Regions from separate parts of the Sus scrofa genome. Here all the other regions are linked to region 2. Evidence: chromatin contacts called from public Hi-C and HiChIP or PLAC-seq data. All regions are on one chromosome and are shown on one strand. The core of a region is the stretch at or near the end of the contact, and the rest is flanking DNA. Distances in the headings are between cores, read along the strand shown.

Region 1 (2,700 bases), core at 19-2,518, 210 kb after region 2:
GCTTCAAGTTGGATCTTGTTTCTTTTGTTTTTCTAAGCATAAAGGTTTACTTTTCCTCATCACAGCAAGTATTGCTGGATGGTATGGTGACTGTTTTATAACATACCTCAGATCTTGTCTTTGGGCCCCTCTTCTCACCAGTAGAGAAAGCCAAGTTTCCTAGCTGCTTAGAATGGGCACAGAAGAGATCCATTGACACCTGGCTTTTTGCTGACTCACTGCTTATATAAGCCTTATAAATACATCTATCCATATACTCTATTAGGTTCCTAGGCAAGTGGCCCCCTCCTTCTTTACGGGCCTTTTCCTCTCTCAGCATCCTTCTGCTTCTTCCTTAATCCTTTTCTGTAACATAGTCTCAACCTTTCGCCAAGTGAATTCTAAGAAGCAGTGAATATACAAATCTTTTTTTCTTTCTTCTTTTTTTGAACTGTTTGGTTAGCTGTGTATATTTTTTCTTGACTATAAGATTCCAAATTCTGTATTTTCTTGGCACATGAAACCTACAGCGATAATGCTTCTCTTCCTTTGTGGCCCGGTTAAAGTAACGACTTCCTTTTCTATCATTGAGAGTGCAGTTTAAATGCCCCTGTATAGAATTATGTTATGACACTCCTCCAATCTAGAGTAGGTTTCCCTGCTTTAACATTATTCTTTTTCTCACAGAACTTTGTTCTTTTTCTTTGTAGCACTTTTCACAATCTTTGTTTCTTGATTACTGGTTTTTCTGTCTTTACCACTTTTCCTCACTGAGCTAAGCATCATTGAAGGCAGAGACTTTATTTTATTTGTTAATATGTGCCCAAGTACCTTGCAGAGTGCTGGCTGAGAGTTGAAAAAAGGATGGTAGGCAATATTACATGTGCAAAGACCCTGTAGTGATTTTGACTGAAAAAAATGCACAATGAGAGAATTGTGAATTTAATTTTATTTGGGGCAAAATGAAGACTGTAGCCTGGGAGACAGCCTCTCAGATGGCTGTGAGGACTCCTCTGAAGAGATGGGCAGGGAGGTCAGTATATATATGTGATTTTAGTGAAGGCAAGCACATACGTTAGCAGAAGGTTGCTTCTAGTCATAATAAGGCTGCTCCTAGTCACCAGGAGCAGATGTCTCTGTTAATGATTTTAGTGCTTTTCTAGATATGAGAAGAAACAAGAAATTGGGCTCATAAAATCTTCCCCTGAAAAACATCTAACCATCTGAGGGCCTGTTCTGCCAGTTTTTCCCAGAGCACAGAGTGCCTCATTCTTGACCTCTACCCTGAACTCCTTTGAGGTTGTGTTGAAGGTCAGCGATTACAGTGGCTAGTGACTTCATCCTTGTAGAGGCAGGTGGCAAATGACAATTTTTCATCCACAGTGAGAAGGAACAGGATGAAAAGCAGGGTCTAAAAAAGGCTCTTGTGAGGTTCCCGCTGTGGCACAGTGTAAGAATCCGACTCCAGCAGCTCAGGTCACTGCAGAGGTACAGGTTTGATCCCCAGCCTGGTGCAGTGGGTTCAGGGATCCTGCATTGTCACAGCTGTGGCTCAGATTCACTCCCTGGCCCAGGAACTTCCTCAGGTCCAGCCATTTAAAAAAAAAAAAAAAAAATTGCTATTGTGGCTATAGTGGGAGAAGCATGCTAAAGCTAGAGAGAGATCCAGAGCCTAGTCACATAAAACTTTATAGACCATGTTCAGATTCTTGTTCTTAAAATAAAATTCTAGGAGTGTGGAAACTACTAAAATAATTTAAGCATTGGTTAATTTAGGATTAAAAAAAAGAAAATTCCAGTTAAACTGAGAGCTTAAATGAATGTAGATCAGTCAGAGTAGAGGGATCCAGAAAAGATGACTGCAGTTTGTCCTAAGACTTTGACAGTAGAAATAAGTAGAGATAGGTGGAGAGTATTGTAATTTGATGGACATTTGGAAAGTAAAATAAGGAGTTCCCATTGTGGCTCAGCAGTAACAGACCCGACTAGCATCTATGAGGACACAGGTTTGATCCATGGCCTCCCACTTAGTGGATTAAGGATCTGGCTTTGCCATGAGCTGTGGTATAGGTTGCAAACGTGGCTCAGATCCTGTGTTGCTGTGGCTGTGTTGTGGCCTAGCAGCTGCAGCTTCAATTTGACCTATAGCCTGGGAACTTCCATATGCCGAAGGTGCGGCCCTAAAAAAAAAAAGAAAAAAAGAAAGAAAAATAAATAAAACTTGGTATTGGGTTGGATATAGGTAGAAGGCAGATGATGTCAAAAATGATTGCTGGGCTTTGGCATGGTTTGGTTGGGCTTGTGTAACCTGATGGATAGTGATGCTTTTCCTGAGGTGATAATAGAGGATTGTAAGAGAACCAGGGTTAGAGGAAGATTGTGGTGTTTGGTTTTGGTCATGATGATTTTGATATAGTCAAGTAGCTTTTTGGATCTCTAAATCTAGATTCCAAAGGAGATTATCCTACTTTTATCCTACTTTTACCATTGGGAAGCCTTTAGTGACAATCCTTGGAATAAAGTCCAAAACGGTAGTGTAGACCTACTGTGGGAGCCTTGCTCCCACCACAGCCCTGTCCTGTGCTGTACGTTTATAGCCTCAAGAACCATTCAGTTATCTTAAAGACACATTTACATTTCTTTCTTCTGGGCCTTTGCTCAAACTGCACTGTCAGCCTGAAATGCCTTTCATTACCCCATCTCTTTTTTATCACCAACTCC
Region 2 (2,700 bases), core at 5-2,504:
GCTCATTGTTTTGGGTTGTCATTCATTTATATGAGTTCTTTATATATTCTGGATTGTCAGATATATTGTATTCCAAATCCACCCCTCAATCTTTTCATTTTTTCATGATGTCTTTCAAAGAACAAAAGTTTTAGATTTTAATTAAGTTCATTTTACAAATCATTTCTTTTACGGTTCATGATTATGGTGTCCTAAGAAATCTTTGCCTATCTCAAAATCACAAAGATTTTTTTTTCCTCTGTGTTTTCTTCTAGAAATTTACTTGGTAGTTTTAGTTTTTACGTTTATCATCCGTTTTTAGTTATTTTCCTCAAGGGTCTCCTTCAGAGCTCCTGAGATCTATAAATGCATCCCCACCAACCTCAAATCTAAGAGTCAACCTTGCCTCCTCCTTGGCCACAATCTTCAATCTATCAACTCCTGTCCATTTTACTCCCTAAACAGTGCTCTTCTTACCATCACCAGTGCCTCGACTGTTCAGGCAGCCTCCTAATTGGTCCCCTGCCCCGTCACACTCCGCTCCACATTGAATGCTCTTTCAGCGCCCCATTCCAGCCACGCCAAGCTCTCACTCCTTGGAGGTAGTTAAGTTCTTCCAAGTCGGCCTTCAGATTCCACAAAATCAATCTCCTACCACCCCCTCCATCCCTCCTCCACCCCGCCCCAAAACAGGCTCTCTGGGAGCCACGCACTTCTCAGAAGAGATGACACTGTTTGCAAATTTAAATTTTGTGTGATTCCCCCATAACAGTGTCTTTAACCCGTTCTAACTTCATGACTTCGTTTCCATGTTGTACTTCCAGTAACTCATACAGGGCCTAGGACATGAAAGGAGCCTCAATACATACGTGACGAACGAATAAATCAATTAGGAAATTGGAATAATAAAGGGATAGGCTGATGACTGCTTCAGTTCCCTTCAGCAGTAATACCAGATGTGAAATAGTGACAGCCCCAGTCCTTTTCCCAGCAGCAGCCGAAAACTTGCTGGATTTGAGCATGAAAGAAGGCCTTACGATTGAAGACAGGGAGAACAGGTGAAAAACCCGGAGCGGCCGCCAGAAATCCGCTGAGCTGCCGTGGGCCTTCGCTCTCCAGAGGAACTGCGTTTCGGGAGCTTTCGCCTGGAACAGCCCACGCGGAACAGCCCCCGGCCACCTGCGCTGGATCGACTCAGAGCATAGCTACCGCGTGGGTGGGCGGGCGGGTGGGGCGGGGGTACGCCTTCCGGAGCTGTGCCCGCCTCCTGCGGCGTGCGCGCGCCCGCCGCCACCGCCTTGCGCGTGCGCCGCCAGCCGGGGGCGGAGGTTGTGGGTGGTGGAGGCGGGCGCGCGCTCTCGCCCCCTCGCGCTGGTTCGCGTTCCCGCGCCGGGACCGTGGCGGCGGTGGCGGCTGCGGCGGCTCAGGCGGCGCGGGGGGAGGGCCGGGAGGGGGGTGGTTGGGGGGGGATGGACCGGGCGCGGCGGCCGCAGCGGCAGGAGCCGGTGCTTGAGCACGAGCGACGGTGCTGGCGGAGACGCCGGCTGCTCCTCCCCTCCCCGCCGGTGAGTGAGTGCCCCCGCCCCGGACACGCTGGCGGCGGCCCCTCATTGCCCCTCCGCCCGGGGCGGGGAGAGTCGTGAGGGGAGCGTGGCGGGGTGGCGCCGCCGACGCGGGCCGGGCCTCCAGCTCGCGGCCTGGCGCGGCTCGGACCATCGGTCGCCCCCGTTCGGGCTGAAGCCCCGGGCCTAGCTAGACTCGACCCCCAGCATCCCCCCGGGCCTCTTTCTCCCCTGGTCTGTTTCGCTGTCATCTTGACCCTGGGTTTCTCTCCCCACCCCCTCGCCTCGCCCCCTTCCCAGCACCCCCTCCAGGGCCGCGGGGAGGGAAGGGCGTGTGGGGGAGTTGGGCCCAGGCCCGAGGGGCTGTTCGGTAGCCGACTCTGGGGGGCCTGGGGTCCTACGAGCCCTCGCTCGCCCTAGCGGCCCCAGAAGTTGGCCACAAGGGCTCAGCCATTGCCACCTGAAACCAGTTTTGCACCTTTTGTTTTGATTTTGAACTTGTTCGAGGGGAGAAGGGAGCCCGCTGTACTGGGAACAGGGAGATTAGGAGGTGCGCGGTGGGATGTGAGTCTAAGCTAGCCAGACTTGGCCCCAGGTGCCTTTCTTTAATCCTTTTAGGAAGGGAAAAGGGGCTCATTGAGTTGCATCTTCCCTAAAGGGCCGGAGATCCGTTTACAGCTCGCAGACTCCAGGTTTTTTATTTTTAGCACGGATGTGTAGTCCTTGTCCAGGGGTTGGTTGGTCCATCCCTGACATTGATGGTGAACATCCCCCAGGTGAATTTGCAGCAGAGTTTCTTCAAGCAGCCCCTTGAGCTGTTGGCTAATTCCGACCCCCCACTTCTTTGGTGACACCTTACACATTAAGTCTTGGTAGATCTTAGCCAGTGCTTTTGCACACTGCCTTTCCATCCTGACTTGTCGTAGAGGAAAGGAAGATGAACACACACGCACTAATCCAAAATGGTTGCTGTAAGTCTGACATACATATCAGAGGTACCTGTACCATAAGCATCTCTCAGGAAGGTCTGATTTCCTAAATTATTAAAAAGCGGGTAGTTGCTTTAAAACAAAACAAAACTTTGTTTATGCCTTCTGACCAGTATCTTATCTTTGGAAGTTATTGACTAAACCCAATTCTTGTCTTTGAAGTACCTGTG
Region 3 (2,700 bases), core at 171-2,670, 160 kb before region 2:
ATAATGGAGTACAACTCAGCAATAACAATAAACTGCTAAGGAGTTCCCTTCGTCGGCTCAGTAGTTAAAGAACCCGACTGGGATCCATGAGGATTCGGGTTCAATCCCCGGCCTTACTCAGTGGGTTCAGGATCCAGCGTTGCTGTGAGCTGTGGTGTAGGTCACAGGCACAGCTCGGATTCTGTGTTGCTGTGGCTGTGGTGTAAATCAGCAGGTGCAGCTCCGATTCGACCCCTAACCTGGGAACCTCCATATGCTGCTGGTACTGCCCTAAAAAATAAACTGTTGATACACATACTGTGGTGAATCTCAAAAACACAAGTGAAAATATAGAAGAACACATATTGTGAGATTCTATTTATAGTATGGTCTGAAACAAATAAAACAAAATCAATCTATGGTAAAAGAACCGCTAACAGTGGGTGCCTCTGGTGGGCAAGGGATTAACTGGAAAGCAGTGATGGGGACTTTATAGAGAGAAATTTTGTTGTTGTCCTCACTGGAAAATAGTGACAGGCACCTAACAACTGTCAGAACCCATTGCTCCATGCACAAGAGACCCGCTCATTTTATTGTGGGTAAATCACACCTCAATAAAGTGCGTTTTTAAAAACACCAACTCAGGAGTTGCCTGGTGGTGCAGGGGACTGAGGATTCAGCATTGTCACTGCTACGGCTCACACCACTGCTGTGACATAAATTCACTCCCTGGCTCAGGAACTTCAATATGCTGCAGGCACAACCCGAACCCACCCCTACCCCACAAAAATCCACTAACACAAAATACAGGAGTTTCCGTTGTGGCGAAGCAGAAACAAATCCGATTAGGAACCATGAGTTTGCGGGTTCGATTCCTGGCCTCACTCAGTGGGTTAAGGATCCGGCATTGTCGTGAGCTGTGGTGCAAGTTGCAGACACAGGTCAGATCTGCCGTGGCTGTGGCTGTCCCAAAGGCTGGCAGCAACAGCTCCGATTAGACCTCCAGCCTGGGAACCTCCATATGCCGCAGATGCGGCCCTGAAAAGGCAAAAAAAAAGACAAATCGACAACAAAAAACCCAAAATACAATCACAAAGTTGTCAAACCATCACCATTCCCCTCACCTCCACCTTGCTCCCTTTCTCTTTTTCCCACAGCACTCATCTTCTAACAAAACATGTTACTGAGTCTTATTCTTTCTGTCACCAGCAGGAACATCGACTCTACAAAGCGAGAGACATTTGTCAGTAGAGGTCCCTGATATCCCCAGCACATAGGGCAGCACCTGGGTCCTTATAGGCACTTGGTATGTATTTACTGAATGAATGGAAGAATATCCTGTTTCCACTTCAGTCGATTCTTACAACTGTGTAAGGGAGATGTTTTGCCTTCCCCTGAGAAATAGGGAAGTGGGTTACTCGCTCAGGATCAGAATGACTGAGTAGAGAGCTGGGCCAGAATATCAGGTCTTCTGACCTCTGGGCCCCAAGCCCAGCTTAACTGAATAAGCCTTTGCCTTAGTGACTCGTGGCAACAGCGTGTCCAGTCCAGAGGACACATGCAAACACAGGTGCGCTGGGAGACAGGGGAGGCCCATCGAAGGTGCAGGGAAGGCTTCCTGGGGGAAATGGTGCTCAGGCTGAGTCTCAAGGGACTATTATTATTTTTCTTTTTAGGGCTACACCCTAGGCATATGGAAGTTACCAGGCCAGGGGCTGAATCAGAGCTACAGCTGCTGGCCTACACCACAGCCACAGCAACACAGGATCCAAGCTGTGTCTGCAACCTACACCACAGTTTATGGCAACACCAGATCCTTAAACCACTGAGCAAGGTCAGGGATCAAACCTGTATCCTCAGGGATACTAGTCCAGTTTGTTACCACTGAGCCACAATGGGATTATCAAAGGATTATTTTGATAATTATCAAATTATCAAAGGATTATTTTTTCTTAATTAAGCAAAGAAAAGTAGAAAGGAGATTTCTGACAGAGGGAGCAGTGTGAGCGAAGGCACAAAAGCAGTGTGGCCAGGGAATCTGGAGCAACCAGGGCGAAGGATATGAGGCATGCGGAGATGAGCCCAAGGTGTAGGGGAGACACCAGATCTCAGCAGCCACTGTGTGCTGGGTCCAGAAGCCAAGGGGAGGGGAGAAGTGCATTACAAGCGCCCACCTCAGGCCACGCCAATGTCGGGCCACAGCACAGGGCCCAGGTTCTGCTCACCTAAGTAGAACCTCAGGAAGGGCGATGGCGTCATGTTCTTAAACATCGTGATCTGCACCCAGGGGTTCTTGTACTGGATCTGAGGTATGTTGAAAAATACGAATTTCCTGCAAAATGGATGAAATTAAACCTGAGTTTTTAACCTAATACTGTATGCACCGGTGTATTTTTCAATTTTTCTTTTTCTGCTTTTTAGGGCCAAACCCTTGGAATATAGAAGTTCCCAGGCTAGGTTTGAATCAGAGCCGCAGCTGCCTGCCTACGCCACAGCCACAGCAACATAGGGTCCTTAACCCAATGATGAAGGCCAGGGATTGAACTCGCATCCTCATGGATACTAGCAGGGGCTTGTTACCACTGAGCCACAACAAGAACTTCCTGGTGTGGTTTTTTGTTTGTTTGTTTGTTTTTTGTCTTTTTAGGGCCACACCAGCAGCTTATGGAGGTTCCAGGCTATACCACAGCCACAGCAACGAAGGATCTAAGCCGCGTCTGC
Region 4 (2,700 bases), core at 147-2,646, 160 kb after region 2:
CTCTTAAAGAAATGCATTCATTCATCTTTGGTTTTATTTATTTATTTATTTATTGCTGTTTCTTGGGCCGCTCCTGTGGCATGTGGAGGTTCCCAGTCTAGGGTTTGAATCAGAGCTGTAGCCACCAGCCTACGCCAGAGCCACAGCAACTCAGGATCTGAGCCGTGTCTGCGACCTATTCCACAGCTCACGGCAATGCTGGATCGTTACCCACTGAGCAAGGGCAGGGATCAAACCTGCAACATCATGGTTCCTAGTTGGATTCGTTAACCACTGCGTCACGACGGGAACTCCGCATCTTTGGTTTTATAATAAGCCCTTGACTTTTGTTATATTTGGATATAATACGCACCTACAAATAATGTTTTCCTATCTTTTGTATTAATCATTGTAAAAGATTTCAGTTATTAGTACATTTTTCTTATATAAAAATCCACATGCAAAATTCTCCGATTAAATATGCTGATAACTTCTTGAGCATTTTTTTTTAAACAGCTAACAAAAAAGTATAACATATTTCCATTTTTGCTTTGGTTGCCAGAAAATTCAAAAGTATTCTTTAAAAAGTTTTTTTTTTATTAAAGTATAGTTGATTTACAGTATTGTGTCAGTTTCTGCTGTACAGCAAAGTGACCCAGTCATTCATATATATACAGAAATTCTAAAGTACTCAATTGCAGTGACTAGCCTTAGTTTGTGTTTCTAATTCAGTTACCTGTTTCATGTATCCCAATATATCTTTTGTTCTTTAATTATAACTTTCATTGTTTATTAAAAATGTATAAATTTTATAAAACATATCAAGTTCTTTTTTTGGAAATAAGGTAGATTATGAATTAGTAACTGGTATTACAGCAGAATTATGTAATAACATATAGAAATCCTTTCCAGGCCTCAGTTTCCTAGTTATTATAGCACCTGATCAGAAATGTTTCTTTTGAAACAGTAGTATAATATTATAACTGAGGAGCCAAATGTGGAAGTTAAAAACACTTTCTTTAGAGAAACAAATACAGTTCTGGATTTTTGTTTGATTGTTTTCTTACCCTAAGACATATGATTATGACCAGTGTTTTTTAGCTGTGGCTTTGTTAGACTCTTGGTGATAGTGAAACTGTTGTGAGTAGTCCATATGTCCTATATGTATTTTATTAAAACTATAATCTCTATCATCTGTAGGTTTGTATACTTTTTAACCTTTCAGTATGACTAGATATTAGATGATGTTATTGAATTAGCAAATTTGGTAGGCATTACAGTGATATTTTATTTAGGAGAATGGCCTTAAATTTTGGAGATATATGCTGAAGTATTTTGGTATAGAGTATCATATGTAATTTACTCTAAGTGACTTAGCTGTGTGTCTGTGTGTGTGCGCACGTGTGCACGCGCACGTGTGGGTTTAAAGTAAAAGGTTAGTAGTTGTTGAGTCCAGGTGTTGGATATATGGGTTCCTTGTAACATTCTTTCTACGTTTTCTCTATATTTGAAAATTTTTATAATTAAAAGTAAAAAGCAGAAAGTGTGCTAAGACTTGAAAATAGTCAGTACTTGGTCCAACCTTAACTTTTTAAAGGAGGAGACATTTCATCAGAATGATTCAACTTCATAGACTTGTTTTTGCCTAAGATTACACTGGTAGCATAAGCAGATAAGTAACCTAAGTATTAGACAGCTGTGTGCTAAAATTACTGCTGTCATCTTTTCTATCTTAAATGACTCTCCACATTCTGGCAGGCTACCTAGGGGAAATAGCTATGTTCTGCCAGTCTATATAGATGCAGAGGAGTCAGTAGAATTGATAGTTTGAGATTCATGCTGGTACAAAATGAACGCAATGATCCTGGAGTATGTTACCTCCCACTTTCTTGTAAGAGATTTGTAGCCTTGATCCAGATGACCTGGAAGACTTCTGGGTTATTAACAAGGTTGGAAAGAGAGATTCCCTACTCTTCTCCGTACCAAGTCATATGAAAACCAGCAGAAGACGGTGTATAATGAGTTAAATCCCCATTTCTGCTTTCACCATAGTATGCCGCTTGAGGTCTACAGACAAGAGCAAGTCTTTTGGTCCTACTCAATATATCCCACCCAGAATTTCTTTTCTTTCTTTTAGGGCTGCACCTACAGTAAATGGAGGTTCCCAGGCTAGGGGTCCAATCAGAGCTGTAGCCACTGGCCTACACCAGATCCATAGTAACATGAGATCTGAGCTGCGTCTGTGACCTACACCACAGCTCACGGCAACGCCGGATCCTTAACCCACTGATTGAGGCCAGGGATTGAACCCACGTCTTCATGGATGCTAGTCAGGTTCGTTAACCTCTGAGCCATAACAGGAACTCCACCACCCATAATTTTTAAGAGCATTAGTTCCCACCTCTGAGTAGAATCATTGCCAGGCTATATGTGCCAAATAACCTGCTGTACTATATTGCGGCGGGTGATGTAGGGGAAAGGAGAGGGCTCATAGACAGCTACAGCTCTCCTTAGAATCTTGACTCATGAGATCCTTTCCTAGGATATACCAGAAATGAGGCTGCTCGTCAGCTTTCTCACACATGCTAACATTCACTCACTCCCTCATGTGCTTACTTTTAAAATGTACTTGAACCTTCCTAACTACTGGTTCTCTTAACCTTCTTAAATACAGATTTTTGTTGTATGTATGTTTAGCTAACGCATTTTCAGAATATTATT
Region 5 (2,700 bases), core at 144-2,643, 240 kb after region 2:
GCCTTCATAGTTGCAACCTGTGCCACAGCTGTGGCAACAACAGATCCTAAACCCTCTGCACCCAGGGGAACGTCCTAGATGTGTTTTAATAATTCTTTGGGGGAAGAATTTCACCTGCCCAAATATGATATAACCTACTTTTTTTTGTTGGCCACACCCATGCAGCAGTTCTTGGGTCAGGGACCAAACCCAGGCCACAGCAGTGACCTGAGCCACAACAGTGACAGTGCTGGATCCTTAACCTGCTGAGCCACCAGGGAACTCCCTGACCTACTTTTTTTAAAAAGATCTTATAATGTTCAGGATGTCTGTTTACTGATAGTTAAACTCAAATCATATTAGCTGTCTACATTCCCTTTGAGTTATAATGATTCAGGAAAGATTTTTAAGTAAAAAGTTTCTAAATGAGTTATTAATCTCATGCTTCTTTGTATACTAGATGGAATCACATGAAAAGCATGTGCCAGTCAAAATCATTTACTTATAGGAACAAGAACCACTCCCCACTTCATGTCCAGAGAGTTTTTTATTAGTGTCATAAAAAGGGGTTAAAATCACTTACAAGGAGCTCTTTTTTTTTTTTTTTTTTTTGGGCATATAAAAGTTCCCAGGCTAGGGTAGAATCGGAGCTACAACTGCCAGCCTACACCACAGCCACGGCAGCATAGGATCTGAGCCCCATCTGCAACCTACACAACAGCTCTCGGCAACGCCAGATCCCTGACCTACTGAGCAAGGCTAGGGATCCAACCCACATCCTCCTGGATACAAGTCAGGTTTGTTTCTGCTGCGCCACAAGGGGAACTCCAAGGAGTTCTTAGTTTTAACAAAAGTCACATGTGAAAGGCTGTACACAATTTACTTTACCTTTCTTCCCTCCTAGTTTGGTGTTAATATTTAATGAGAAACTAGAAGTGCTCTTTCTATGAATTCTGGGTGCCTGGCTTCTCCATTTTAGGAGTCAGCTTGGAAGTAAACAGTAGCAAGTAAAGTAAGCACAAGAGTTTATAATGTTAATAACAGAGGTGTGGAAAGTGTTTCTCTTCCTTTCATTGTTCACATTTTGAGTTTGTCTAATAGTATGGGGGGAATGGTTTTATAAAAAGACAATAATAAAACAAATATAAAAATCAAGAAGGCTGAATCAAGCAGTTCAGATCCTCCCTACACCTTACCAGCAGGGGAAAATTACAGCATTTTTCTCAGTTTCCCATTTCTTTTCCCTTTTTCGGGGGGGGCACCCCCGACATAATGGAGTTCCCAGTCAGGGTTCAGATCAAAGCTGTAGCCTCGAACTAAGCTGCTGCAGTGCCGGATCCCTAACCCATTGTGTTGGGCTGGAGATCAAACCCGCGTGGCAAGACACTGCCAACCTGTTGCACCATAGCGAGAACTCCTCCCATTTCTTAGTTATAAATGGAAGTACCTCCCAGGGAGGGAGGAGGTGAGGATTAACGTAGAAATGTCTTCATGAGATTGCTACAGATGCTACCCGTAAAAAGACATAGTGGGCAGGTAGCTATTGTTATTTGTGGTGCTAGTATTCTGATGTTCTGATGATTACAATGACTAAGTAGATTACATCAAACCCTAAATTCCCCACACTTACATTCTTCCACTCAGAGTAACACCATTTCATTTTTACTGGGCTCTTTGCGTTAGCCTGTTGGCATACTATTATTGCACATGTGGATTATGTAAGCTACACAGAGGCTGATGGCACTGATAAAATGTTTGACCAGGTATTCCTAAACACAGTCAGGTTTGTGCTTTCAATTTGCAGGTTGTGAGACTGTGAAAAGAGCTTTCATGACCTAGGTGAACAAATTAGGACAAGTGTTTTAATAATGGTGAGCCAGTACCATTCTTTCAGGGCACTGAGGCAACCCAGAGGACCTCCACTGCAGGACACCAGGGGCGTCTTGCCAACCTCTTTGTTCATCATATTTTGCAAAAGCCTCAAAGTTTATGGCTTTCTCAGTTTCCTCCCTGATGTTTCCTGTAGATTGGAAGTGCTTACTATGGTAACGCAAACACAACTATTAGTGTGAGCGTAATAGAATTTCAACTACAAAATAACAGCTGCAACTTTTCTGTTCTTTCAGAAAGTCATCATTCTCCAGGTAATTCTTCTGACTTGAAGAGGGAAACAAATGCTATTGGTTATTAGTAGATGAATTAATGGGGCTGTTTCAACTGGACCCTTTGTGAGTTTTGCTTCAGCCCTGAGTTCTACAGCTTTGTATCACCTTGGCAAGTCTCCTTACCTGTTTGTGTTTCATCTGTGGGGAAATGCAGCTCATTCTACTTACCCAAAAGCTACTTTGCTGTCTGACTACTTACTAATAAAGTGCTGTCTCTGGGAACAATAGTTGTATTTTCCCATTTAGGAAGACTCAGATCTTGAGATCTTGCTGTTAATTTCCATGTAACTGTGAGTAAATTCTTCAACTTCTAAAAGACTTCATTTTTATGCAAGGGCATGGTAATCCATGGTAAGGATTGCACTTTATACTCAGCACTTTCTGGAAATTTGCAAATATCAGATAAGATTTTCTTAAGAGACTTTCCCTCATACACATACAAAACAAGGAAGGTAGATAGGAGAGTTTTATCAATTTAAAGGACTGCTTGGAACAGTCCAGTGCATGGAAGTCATTGAATTATCTGGCAGACCTGAGCCAGGGAATTGCAGGGGCC

The links. Hi-C and Micro-C count contacts between places; a contact is called where the count stands out from the background. HiChIP or PLAC-seq counts read pairs in DNA pulled down with a chosen protein or histone mark.
Region 1: an H3K27ac HiChIP or PLAC-seq map of skeletal muscle shows a contact between it and region 2, with 3 times the contacts expected there. The contact joins two enhancer-like sites. A contact is called at or near these places in 2 of 2 datasets of contacts at active chromatin or transcription factors (alveolar macrophages and skeletal muscle).
Region 3: a contact with region 2 is called in a Hi-C map of alveolar macrophages, with 10 times the contacts expected there. The contact joins two enhancer-like sites. A contact is called at or near these places in 21 of 47 Hi-C or Micro-C datasets (alveolar macrophages, blood, differentiating spermatogonia and 13 more) and 1 of 2 datasets of contacts at active chromatin or transcription factors (alveolar macrophages).
Region 4: an H3K27ac HiChIP or PLAC-seq map of skeletal muscle shows a contact between it and region 2. The contact joins two enhancer-like sites. A contact is called at or near these places in 1 of 5 promoter capture datasets (liver) and 2 of 2 datasets of contacts at active chromatin or transcription factors (alveolar macrophages and skeletal muscle).
Region 5: a contact with region 2 is called in an H3K27ac HiChIP or PLAC-seq map of alveolar macrophages. The contact joins two enhancer-like sites. A contact is called at or near these places in 2 of 2 datasets of contacts at active chromatin or transcription factors (alveolar macrophages and skeletal muscle).

The regions. Positions count from the first base shown.
Region 1 is chr13:69,083,634-69,086,333 of Sscrofa11.1, reverse strand. All of the region lies in intron 1 of TMCC1 (transmembrane and coiled-coil domain family 1), which reads left to right. Among named protein-coding and RNA genes, the nearest start is that of PLXND1, 88 kb to the right of the region's middle. Within about 2 kb of position 1,268, at least 6 of the 83 cell types and tissues checked have an H3K27ac peak or open chromatin away from gene starts, as enhancers often do. A contact at or near this core is called in skeletal muscle, where this site is marked.
Region 2 is chr13:69,288,840-69,291,539 of Sscrofa11.1, reverse strand. No RefSeq gene overlaps it. Among named protein-coding and RNA genes, the nearest start is that of TMCC1, 66 kb to the right of the region's middle. Within about 2 kb of position 1,254, at least 53 of the 83 cell types and tissues checked have an H3K27ac peak or open chromatin away from gene starts, as enhancers often do. A contact at or near this core is called in alveolar macrophages and skeletal muscle, where this site is marked.
Region 3 is chr13:69,445,426-69,448,125 of Sscrofa11.1, reverse strand. It overlaps MRPS25 (28S ribosomal protein S25, mitochondrial), which reads right to left. Exons shown (of 4, transcript XM_003358532.5): 2 at 2,205-2,311. Among named protein-coding and RNA genes, the nearest start is that of MRPS25, 5.7 kb to the right of the region's middle. Within about 2 kb of position 1,420, at least 5 of the 83 cell types and tissues checked have an H3K27ac peak or open chromatin away from gene starts, as enhancers often do. A contact at or near this core is called in alveolar macrophages, where this site is marked.
Region 4 is chr13:69,126,102-69,128,801 of Sscrofa11.1, reverse strand. The region is part of intron 1 of TMCC1 (transmembrane and coiled-coil domain family 1); the gene reads left to right. Among named protein-coding and RNA genes, the nearest start is that of TMCC1, 96 kb to the left of the region's middle. Within about 2 kb of position 1,396, at least 4 of the 83 cell types and tissues checked have an H3K27ac peak or open chromatin away from gene starts, as enhancers often do. A contact at or near this core is called in skeletal muscle, where this site is marked.
Region 5 is chr13:69,051,359-69,054,058 of Sscrofa11.1, reverse strand. All of the region lies in intron 2 of TMCC1 (transmembrane and coiled-coil domain family 1), which reads left to right. Among named protein-coding and RNA genes, the nearest start is that of PLXND1, 56 kb to the right of the region's middle. Within about 2 kb of position 1,393, at least 5 of the 83 cell types and tissues checked have an H3K27ac peak or open chromatin away from gene starts, as enhancers often do. A contact at or near this core is called in alveolar macrophages, where this site is marked.